Linked DNA regions of Mus musculus: region 2 is linked to region 1. The links are chromatin contacts, called in public Hi-C maps. All regions are on one chromosome and are shown on one strand. Each heading gives the region's core, a stretch centred on a gene start, on an enhancer-like site or on the middle of the called end of the contact. The rest is flanking DNA. Distances are from core to core; before and after follow the strand shown.

Evidence for each region. A called contact is a pair of places that touch in the nucleus more often than the background predicts.
Region 2: a Hi-C map of bone marrow-derived macrophages shows a contact between it and region 1, with 22 read pairs. The contact joins the enhancer-like site here to the promoter of 4930444A19Rik in region 1. A contact is called at or near these places in 1 of 39 promoter capture datasets (embryonic stem cells), 1 of 15 datasets of contacts at CTCF or cohesin (the NIH/3T3 cell line), 5 of 484 Hi-C or Micro-C datasets (bone marrow-derived macrophages, embryonic fibroblasts, embryonic stem cells and 2 more), 3 of 115 datasets of contacts at active chromatin or transcription factors (embryonic stem cells, microglia and regulatory T cells) and 3 of 9 other capture datasets (adipose tissue, liver and pancreatic islet).

Annotation. Positions count from the first base shown.
Region 1 is chr1:54,678,367-54,683,584 of GRCm38.p6, forward strand. 4930444A19Rik (a long non-coding RNA gene) reads left to right here and starts at 3,185. Exons shown (of 4, transcript XR_003948660.1): 1 at 3,185-3,556. Ankrd44 (ankyrin repeat domain 44) reads right to left here. Exons shown (of 28, transcript NM_001081433.3): 17 at 2,754-2,825.
Region 2 is chr1:54,932,378-54,937,595 of GRCm38.p6, forward strand. No RefSeq gene overlaps it. Among named protein-coding and RNA genes, the nearest start is that of Ankrd44, 8.6 kb to the left of the region's middle. Within about 2 kb of position 2,729, at least 16 of the 459 cell types and tissues checked have an H3K27ac peak or open chromatin away from gene starts, as enhancers often do. A contact at or near this core is called in the NIH/3T3 cell line and bone marrow-derived macrophages, where this site is marked.

The DNA of each region.
Region 1 (5,218 bases), core at 1,935-4,434:
TAAGTGTTAGCATCTAGACTAGTGCTTCAAATCTTTAACACAGTTCCTCACACTGTGGTGACCCCAACCATAAAATTATTTCATTGCTACTTTATAACTGTAATTTTTCTACTGTTATGGTTCCTAATGTAAATATATGATATGCAGAAATACCTGATGTGGGACCCCCAAAGAGGTCAAGACCCACAGGTTGAGAACTGGTGATGTAGCGAGAAGAATGAAATAATTCTAGAACAGGTCAGTTGAGATCGTTCTGGGCAAAGTCACTCTCAATTCTGGCTTTGGCTTCGGTTCTTTTGTAAGTTTGCGATCTTTGAGGCAATTCACGCCACCCTCTTTCATCTCCTCAAATCTCCACAAGTGTTTTCTATTTTTCTCAGAGTAAAAGTCGGAGTTCCCTCTATGGTAGCTACATTGCTGTTCGGTGGACACCCCAAGTCTTCTCTTTCTTAAGAGTTTTACTCTTGTGCCCAGAACCTTCCTCTGTCAGGTAGCAATGTGAATCGCTCTCAGGCCCAATGTGCAAGTGTGACTCTCTGTGCTCTGTAAAAGAGCATTCTACCTGCACCTCAACATTCCATCTCATGGATTCTGTTTTCTTTTCTCTTGTAGCACTTACTGCTGTCTGTCATGCTGTTGCTTGTCTAAGATCTCTCAAGCATGGGGACCTCTCCAAGGACAGAAGCTGGGTCCCTTCCCTGTACTATCTCCTCCTGGAAGGGTGCTTGGCATTGTTCACAGCCAGAGTGTGTGTCACACGGAGGAGAAGACTCATGTGAAAACATGTGGGTGAAGCTGGCTGTTGGCACACACTAGCCATCAGGCACTCCTCTGATTACTTTACCTGGATTAGCTCAAGCTGTTCCCACGATGGCCCCTGAAGACATACTGCTGCTCCTTTCTTCTGATAATGGGGAAACTGAGACACAAGGCCTTAGGTGCCTGGACAACATTACAGAGCTAACAAATAAACCGGCCAACTCAAAAGGGTCTTTAAGCTTTAACTAACTGGCTCCCTGTAATTTGCAGTGGAGAATACCATATTTGGATGAGTTGGTCATGTGAATAGTGTTCTCTGTCTTCTCAGGCCCCTGCCGGCTGAGGCACTACCAAAGCCCAGTCTTTGCCATGACTCTACCACCCTTTTCTATTAGTGGAGATCCAAAGAGCTCAGGAGTGTACCTGGCATGCTAAGCACAAAGCAAGTAATTTTTGAGAGAGAAAAAAAAAAGATGATAGAATTTTTGGACACCTAGAAACTCTCTTCTCAGTAGTAATGCAATCAGCCCCATATCCAAAGGGGTAATACTCCCACGTGGCCCCACCAAGGGCAGCTAGGGCTAGCTACATCTGTGCATACCAAGCTCTGGGGAATCTTTGCTCAGGCACAGCTGACAGCTGCACAGGGATTCTAAAGAGCAGACTTCTCTGCTCTTCCAGCCAACTGCAATGAAGCTTTGTCCACAGGAACACCCACCATCCACTCTCCTTCTCCACTTAAGTCTACCTCCTTGAACTAAGATGGATGGCTCATTTCACAGCATTCAAAATGTATGTGTGCCTGTGCACTTGTTTATGTGTATAGTGGATGTGCTCTTGATGGGTGTCTTAGAGGTTCTGAGTGGGCTTCTGTAGGTGCTCTTCTGTATGTGTGGAGACAGGCAGTGGAGGGTGGGCTCCTCTGGCCCTGGACACTCCCTTCTATAACGGCCTTGTCTCCTCTCATCTTGCATGAATGTCTACCTGTGTCTATTAATGAAACATCCTCTCTAAAGGCTCACCAGAACACTGAAGAAGTGTTTGGGCATCATATAGGTAAACCTTACCAGTTCAATGTAGACCTGGCCCCTTCCCATTCTTCTTGAATCCTGTTCCATTGTATTTACTAAATAAAGATACATCTAATTACCACCTCCACCTCTACCACCAGACCATGACTGAGTGTTCAACTTTCAGCAGCTTGGTGGGCAGGAGAGCTGGCTGTGGCTGGGTATGACTGCCAGGCAGCAGGGGTCTTTCAAACAGCTGCTGATCCCTGAGGGTGAACCAGATACCATTTGAAGCAGGGCTATGGGAGTGATAACTCCCCCAGCCCATTGAAGAGTTTGAGTGTCAAAGATCTTCCCTTTGATTACGGGGAGGTGAAGTGGAGGCTTTGCTAATGAGGACTATAATGGCTCCTCCAGCTCTCTCAGTGTGAGAACTGGAGCCAGAGCCCTCCTCTGAGGCCCAGTGGCAAATCCAGGAAGAATGACAGAGCTGCTATTCTAAACTTGCACCTTCTATTCTCACAGAGTTTTATTTAAAACCCACACAGGTTTTAGCTGTGACATTTGAAAATGTGACATTTGATTATTCCTAGGTCTAATGTTTATGTGTTATTCTATAATCACATCTCTCTAGCTGAGATGTTTCCTTTATATAAAAAATGAATAGAGCTTAAGGTGATCAGATCATATATTACATCTTATGTGGTAACAACTTTATAAAGGCTTCATATTTTTATTTGCTCCCATTCTACAGATGAGGACACTGCGGACAGGGTAGGTAACTATATCTAAGGGCACCAGCTGGGAAGGCAGATCTAGAAGGTGACGTAGTCTCTCTCGAAAGCCCATGCTTTCAACCCTCCTGCTGCTATCATTAACATTGACCATTGCCTTTTGGGGGCTACATCTTAAGACCAGGGTAAGTTTTTGGAACTTGTTCTTTATGAGAAAAACAGAGGAACCTTTCCACAGCTGTTCACTTACTGCTAAGTGGAGTGGACTCTTGAGAGCACCGCCATCTGATTCTTCAAAGCCAGTGTTGGTTCTTTCCAAAAGCTGTGGCGACAAAAAATGAAAAGCAAGAGTCACTAAGGAATTGTGGTTTCTGGACACTAACGCAGACATAAATGAGAGAGGAGGCTTCAAACGCTAAGACATTATACAGAGTATCAGCAAACCAAGGTCAGAGATCAAGAGTCACCCACCTCAAACCGACAGGCAAGCCAAGCATTTATGTTTCCACATCAACTTGGCACGTACTAGCTACTTAAAAAAAAAAAAAATTTGTACTTGAAAAGATGCTCAGCTTTGCTGGTCCAGAAAAGTAATGTACATTACATCCACTGCACTGAGAGAATTCATTATAGTGGAAAATAATAGCTAGTGTTTATTCCATTATCAAACACTCATGTACTAGAAATAACGTCGGAAAGACTGGTGAGTCTCCTTATTGAAATGACATGGATTAGAAAAAGAAATAAAACACAGAGACAAACATAAAACACAGAAGCATCTGCAGTGACATCATGAAAACAAAACAGGGTGGTGGATTATGAGGTGGAGGGTTAAGCCACGGTGACAGAAGGCCTCGCCAAGGTGACATGTAGAGTCTGCAGGCTCTAGAGAGACCATACTGTAACAAGAGAGCACTGGGAGAAGAGCCAATGAAATGTATGGAGTGGACGATATGTTGAATGAGGGGACTGGAGGAACAAGTATCACCTTGCGGTTCGGGAGAGTTAGAGGCTAATGGCAGGCTTGTGGACGACTGCGGGAAGGACACGTGGGTAAGACCCTGTTTTACTACTTCTGCATACTTTTCATTCTAGCAACAAATCCCCAATTAATACTTAGATGAGTGTACCATGAGGTATATATACAGAAATGTATTCATGTCACAAACATTTAATGAATGATTACTACATGCCTAGATGTTGTGCAATGGACTGAAGTTCCAATAGTAAAAGTCAACTTTCTCATGGAGGAAGACACACAATAAGAGTTACAGAGTTCATTATATAGCACACGGTGCTATGAAAACACTGCAGAGATGGGGTCTAAAGGGCTTGAGGGGGATCATACTGCAACTACAGTGCCCAGGGAAGGCCTCAGCAGACACAACACAGACAGACAAACAGACAGAAAGATCGAGATGCCATGATCTGAGCAGAATATATGAAGAGAAACAAAGGGTAGGCTCACCCCTTCTGATCCTCTTTCTCTTGCCTTCAAATTCTTTTTCACATGTGGGGTACATACAAAGGGCACAGCAGTCCAATATCCAGAGCCTGGATGGCTGTGTGGTGATCACAATGGCTAGTGATGTCCACGCCAGACTCTCCTGGTGGGTGGGCATGGACTGCCCTATGTGGCATAGGTTAGACAACTCAAAAATGACATTTTCTAGATAACACCTTGTCTAGAGCAAAGGCTCAAGACAAGAAATAAGTTCTGGCAATGAAATGCACTAATTGAATGTTGGAAGACAGAAACTGATAGACTAAGCTCCTGTCATTCTGAAGGGGAGCCCAGTTGTGGAGTTGTGTTTGCTTGTCTTTCAGCTTCTCATGCACAGGCCACAGAACAGTGAGAGTAGAGAAGAAAGAGGAGATGATACCCGACATCCATGATGAGGGCAGGGTGCATCCAGCCAGAAATCTGGATGGCTCTAGAGGCAGAAGTGTCCCTACATATCAGCAAAGGTGTGTGTCTTTGAGTCAGACACTGTAGTGGCTGCCTTCGGATTCGCTCTCTCCAGTATTATGGGAATGAGGTAGCCAGTACGATACATCAGTTCAGGCTTGTTCCTAGAGGTCCAGCCTAGACTCACTTTCCTAAACATTCTAATAGCCTTGTGACACCCATTAAATAAAAGTCTATCTTTTATTCTTCAGATAGGTATCATGTTTTCATGTCTTGCAAATGAAGCCGACACAGATTTTTATAGAAGTTTTCTATTTTAACTCTTCAGGGGGCAGGGGACAGTGTCTCACTGTATAGTCCTGTCTAGCCTGGAACTCACAGACCTACCTGCTTCTGTCTCTCAGGTGCTGCAATTACATACTGTGTGTGCTATCATACCTAGCAACTGAGGTTTTCTTATTAAAAAGAGTGATAAAGGCAGAATTACAGTATTCAAACCCTGAAAGTCAAAATTTCCTAAAAAGAATATCACCCACTTCCGTCCTTGAAATTCCTTAAATTTGTCAAGTGAAACACACATTCCAAAGCCACAAGTGCAAACAACACTAATTTCACTTTAAAACAACAACACCCCCACCCAAATGAACACAATGTATTCAGGAAACATCAGACATGCACAGTCTAATAGAATTGGAGAACATTTAACTCCCTCTTTCTGTTTCCCAACCTCTTGTCCTCACAGTGAGTATATGTTGTTACCATGTCACAGTTAGTTTTGTCAATTTGACACAAACTTAGATGTGCAT
Region 2 (5,218 bases), core at 1,479-3,978, 250 kb after region 1:
GGTTGCAGTCCAGACACGAGGGCATGGCCAAGCATCTCCTGTCTCAATGTTATATAAAAATTATTTTCCATCACCTCTGATTGGTTAATAAAGTGCTGACCAGCCAATTAGCTGGGCAGTAGAGAACAGGGTGGGACTTCCAATCCCAGTCAGGGGGTCCCAAAGCAGAGGAGAGGGTAGAGGAAAACCACAAGGAGAAGGTGTGGAGAGACCTGTCTTTCACCAGGAGGATTAGCCATGAGATCGCAATGACAGAACAGCCATGAGGACACAGGTGGACCAGAGCCAGCCAGGGCAAGACCAGATGGCAAGTAACAGTGTAGAAGTTTGTCTGGTTCTTCCTGCCAACCCCATGCTCCCAGAAATAAGACTCAGTCTCAAAATATATTTACAAATACCTTGCCATATAGCTAGGCTCTTCTCTGACTAGATCATAACTTAAAATAACCCATTTATTCTAACCTACATTCTGCCACATGGTTGGTTACTTGTGCTCAGGTACCATGCATCCATCTTGTCACTTCTTCCCTGGGCAAATCTCCTATACCTGGCACTATCCCAGAATCCTTTCTGCCTCCTGGATGTCTCACCTCCTATTTCCTGCCAAAGCCTTTAGACTGTCAGATTTACTATCAACAGGTGCCACATCTACACAGAAACAAGATATCCTCTCTACAATTCACCTTTTTTAGTCCAATAAAAAGTCTCTTTTTTTTTCAATTATAAACTGAATACAACTTGGTGGGTATTAGCAGCATAGTTGGGTTAGAATAGATCAGAATCTGCCAGCTATTACTGCTGCAGCTTGTTAATAAAAATACCAGGTCCCTGTGTCATTTACTCGGGAGCTAAAATGGGTCAGATCAGGAGTAGAAAACACCTTGAAGTTATCTGGGAGCAAAGGAGCATAGAACCCCCCCCCAAGAATTGCTTTTACAGAAAACAATGCTATAGGGGAACCCTATAACTCAGAGGAAGCAAACATTGGAAAGGCCTGTGGCAAATAGAGATGCTCTATGGAGCCTCTGGTGGACTTGATTAAAAGAGCTATCAAGAAGACACTAATTCCAAAGCAAGCCATTTCCTCTCCTACAGATAACTAATCCATTTGAGAAAAGGGATCTGGCTTGCTAACTGAATTTGACCAGCCATGAAGCATCAAGTTTGCAACCTCAGCTGCTCTTAGGAACTGAGTATGTCTGACCTACCAGCCATGTGACTGAGTCCACACCAGCACAATGCCCCCAACACAGAATGTGCACAGAAGAGACTGAGCAGGCTCAGAAAGCATAAGTTGCTTTAGCAGGTAACTTAGATTCATCTGATAATTACTCCTGGTGCTTTTGTCTCCTTGAAGAATTTAAAGCCAATGAAAAGTTTTACAGATGGTACTCAGTGTCTGAGCACAAGCTGGTAATTCCACCCTTACAATGCCAGTGAGGAACTTCCTCAAAGGGAGTCATTTCTGGCAGCAAACCAAATGTCTTCGTCTGACTTGAGAGGTGCCCAGAGACATAGATTGGTGTTCACTCACAGATGCATAGTCAGCAGCCTACAGAAACAGCAAAGATGGAGCAATCGGTAAAAAGGAGACAAGGAGGAAACCTAGATGCGTGCATCCATCCTTCAGAACTGAAGTCCGTGCGCAAGCTCAACAGCTTCTCTGCAGTAAGGTTACCATCGGACAGCATCAGAAATCAACCAATGAGTTCTTATTTCCAAAAGAAACAGGTTGCCCGGTACTGGTTGTTTACACTGCCCTTGCTTGCTACCTTAATATCATGGAGGCACAGTCATTTATTTTCAGTATAGTAGGCGTATAATGTAGGCATTGCTTCCCTCTATGCTCAAAATGTTTCTGACAATAAACACCAATAAACATAGTTTGGACCTTACAGCAAAGCAAATACAGGAGTAGAGTCACACGAATAGAATTTGCCAGTCTTAAGTGGGAGTGGGTGGGTTAGGGAGCAAGGCGGGGGAGGGGGTGGTAATAGGGGACTTTCGGGGTAGCATTTGAAATGTAAACGAAGAAAATATCTAAGAAAAAAAAAGAATTTACCAGTCTTATCCTTGACCTCAGACCACATAGCTAGAGCGGACCTGGACACATGATGGAACCGGATGGCCTACTGAAGACTGAACTCTGGCACCAAATAAGAAAAAGCACAATAAACTTTCATATCCCTTCTTAAGGTAAAGAAAGGGTACTCTGTATGTTTTGAATCAACATACCACATCTAGCAGAAATATTTATCCCAAAACACACAGGTCCAAGAATCAAGCGTAGGGTAACAAGCAGTGGTCACAGGGGTAGAAGTATTTCGTCTCATCATTACATCCCAGAGTCCACTCACACCATTGCTGTTTCTAGAACCTGTCACTTGAGCTCGGCAGGGTCAGAGGTCTTAACACCCAACAAACAGATATTTCTAGCAGAAAACAAAGTAATGGTTCCATTGAATTTTTTTTTTATTATTTACTATATGTAAGTACACTGTAGCTGTCTTCAGACACACCAGAAGAGGGCGCCAGATCTCATTACAGATGGTTGTAAGCCACCATGTGGTTGTTAGCATTTGAACTCAGGACCTTTGGAAGAGCAGTCAGTGCTCTTAACTGCTGAGCCATCTCCCCAGGTTCCACTGAATTTTAAGCCAACCCTGAGTCATTGGTTTCCTTACTCTAGGGGAGCAACAGACAAAAAGGAGGTGTGGCCCTGGGTGGGAAGCTGCATTGTTACTAACAGGAAATCAGTTGACTTCCACACAGAGATTACTGTGAGTGCAGAGAGGACTGTCTGATGTAGAGTTTCTGTGGCAGCTCTTAGCTTTATAGGAGAAGCTTACGGAAAACCACTTTGTTCTGTGCTTTTGAGAATGGATCTCACTCTGTACTCTGTAACCCAGGCTGGCCCCTAACTCGTGACACTCCTCCTGCACTGCCCCCCTGAGTATTAGGATTACCATATAAGCCTCCATGCCTATCCTACAGATAGCTATAGTTCCAAATGTCCAGCACATAATGGTCAGCCCTGAAACCACATACACAAAAGTAACAAAAATGGACTCAACAAGCTGTGTTGATATTTTCTGCATACATATGCATACATATGTATGTAACAATCAAAGAAAACGAGGCTATCAGCTTGAGCGTGGTGGGATGTGGGAGAGGGTGGAGGTTGGGTATCTGGAAGGAGCTAGAGCAGTGGTCCTCAACCTTGCTAATGCTGTGACCCTTTGACTCAGTTACTCAGGTTGGCATGACCTCAACCATAAAAGTTTCCATAACTGTAATTTTGCTACTGTTATGAATCATAATGTAAACCTCGGTGTTTTTCTGATGGTCTTGAGCAACCCCAGTGAAAGGGTGGTTCTACTCCCCAGGGGGGTCACAACCACAGATTGAGTACCCCTGGGCTAGAGGGAGAAAAAGGGGGAGGTGTTGTGATTCTACTTCTTTGAAAATCATATTAAAAAAAAATAAGTAAAGAAACATGGGGTGGATGGGAGGGAGAGAGAAAAACTCTAAGATGGGTTCAGACCCCTTGGGTAGAAGAATACAGGTGACCAGGAAAGGGACGCCTTCTCCAAGACCTGTTATTGACAGCTGCTTCTGGAAGTTATGCTCTCTCTATTTACTTCTTTCTTCAGCCCTCTTACATCTAGTAAGTAGTCTCCATATTGAGTTATTATGTTAAAAATAATATGGTCTGTTTGCCTTCTCCTGATTAGGTCCTGGATAACAGCATAGTTACAGCCCTAGAAAAGAAATCACTGCACATTAAAACTTTAAAACAACAACATTAAGTTTATACAATAAATGGGCTAAATTTCAGGTTCAGATCATTAAACAGACTTTTCACCTCTTAAATATCCAATGGGAGATTTGAGAGCCTGTGTTTCAAAATGCTTTACCCTTCTGACTTCTATCCAGCAAATGCTTGGACTCTCTCCTTTCATCAAGAAAACCAAGCAAGCCCCCTCCAATTTCAAAAGCACCAACTGAGAGGCTACCCAGAGACCTACTGCACTGCTGGAGTAATGGTAACCTGTGATTTTAGTAAGTCTACTCAGTAAGTCTACTCAGCAGCTTACTATATGGTTTTGTTTACTTAATTTCAATTTTTAAAATGTTATAAATATTAGAAACTTGTCTATATGTCCTTATTATATATGAAATGCACAAAAATATGAATATGTATCATTATAGTGCAGGCTGTGGTGTGCTCCCAGTCCCCACATTCAGGGTACCAGCAAATATTTAAAAGAGTCAAATTGGGGTTGGAAAGATGGCTTAGTGGTTAAGTGTACCTGTTGTGCTTCTAAAGGACCTGGGTTCCATGCTCAGCACCTACATGGTGATTCACAACCATCTGTAACTCCAGTTCCAGTGGATCCAAGCTCTCTTCTGGCTTCTGCAGGCACCAGGGCACACTCATATACATGCAGACAAAACATCCATACATATTAATTTACAAAAGCATAAATTAATCCTTTTGAAATTTTTAATTGAGAAATGTTCAGAAGGGTTGGGAAGAGGATGAACAGGAAAGCTAACACAAGGGGTGTTTGAAAAGCTGCATAGAAATCTATTAGAAACTCTGCGATACACAGATGTGTATAAAAGAAAACCAATTGAAGTTGCCCTCCATGAGGAATAATGTGCCTCCCAGAAGCTGTATGTTGCTCAATACAAAGCCAGTGCTGGGTTGCAGAGAGGGATGGCCCAGAGACCTACAGGGTAATGCAGACAATAGCCACTGCTCTAGTTGCTCACTAGAACTTGATAGGAGGCCCTTTACTGAAGATATCACATGCTTTGGTCACTGTAGGCTGATATTTTTCAAATACTACTTTTAATAAGGGTTCTTAAATGCTTTAACCTCCCTTCTAGCCCAAGACCCACCAGAGGTTGTAGAAGAAAGGTTATTAGGACCTGTTTAGAAATAGTTCTTTGGAGCAAATCCAATCTGCATTGACTGTTTATAAACCTGTAGACCAGTTCAGTAGTGTCAGAATAGCAAACATGAATCAGCAGTGGTGACACGGCCCAGCAGAAACAGCCAGGCCTCCATGGAATTGGCAGGAGTCAGCAGGAGCGACCAGGACCAGCAGAGACACCAGAAGTTCTCTGCCATGCCTCTCTCTACAAAGTGAAGCTCAGCAAAGATGAAGATGCAAGACCAACAAAATGTTGCAAAGCTAGCTATGCAAGC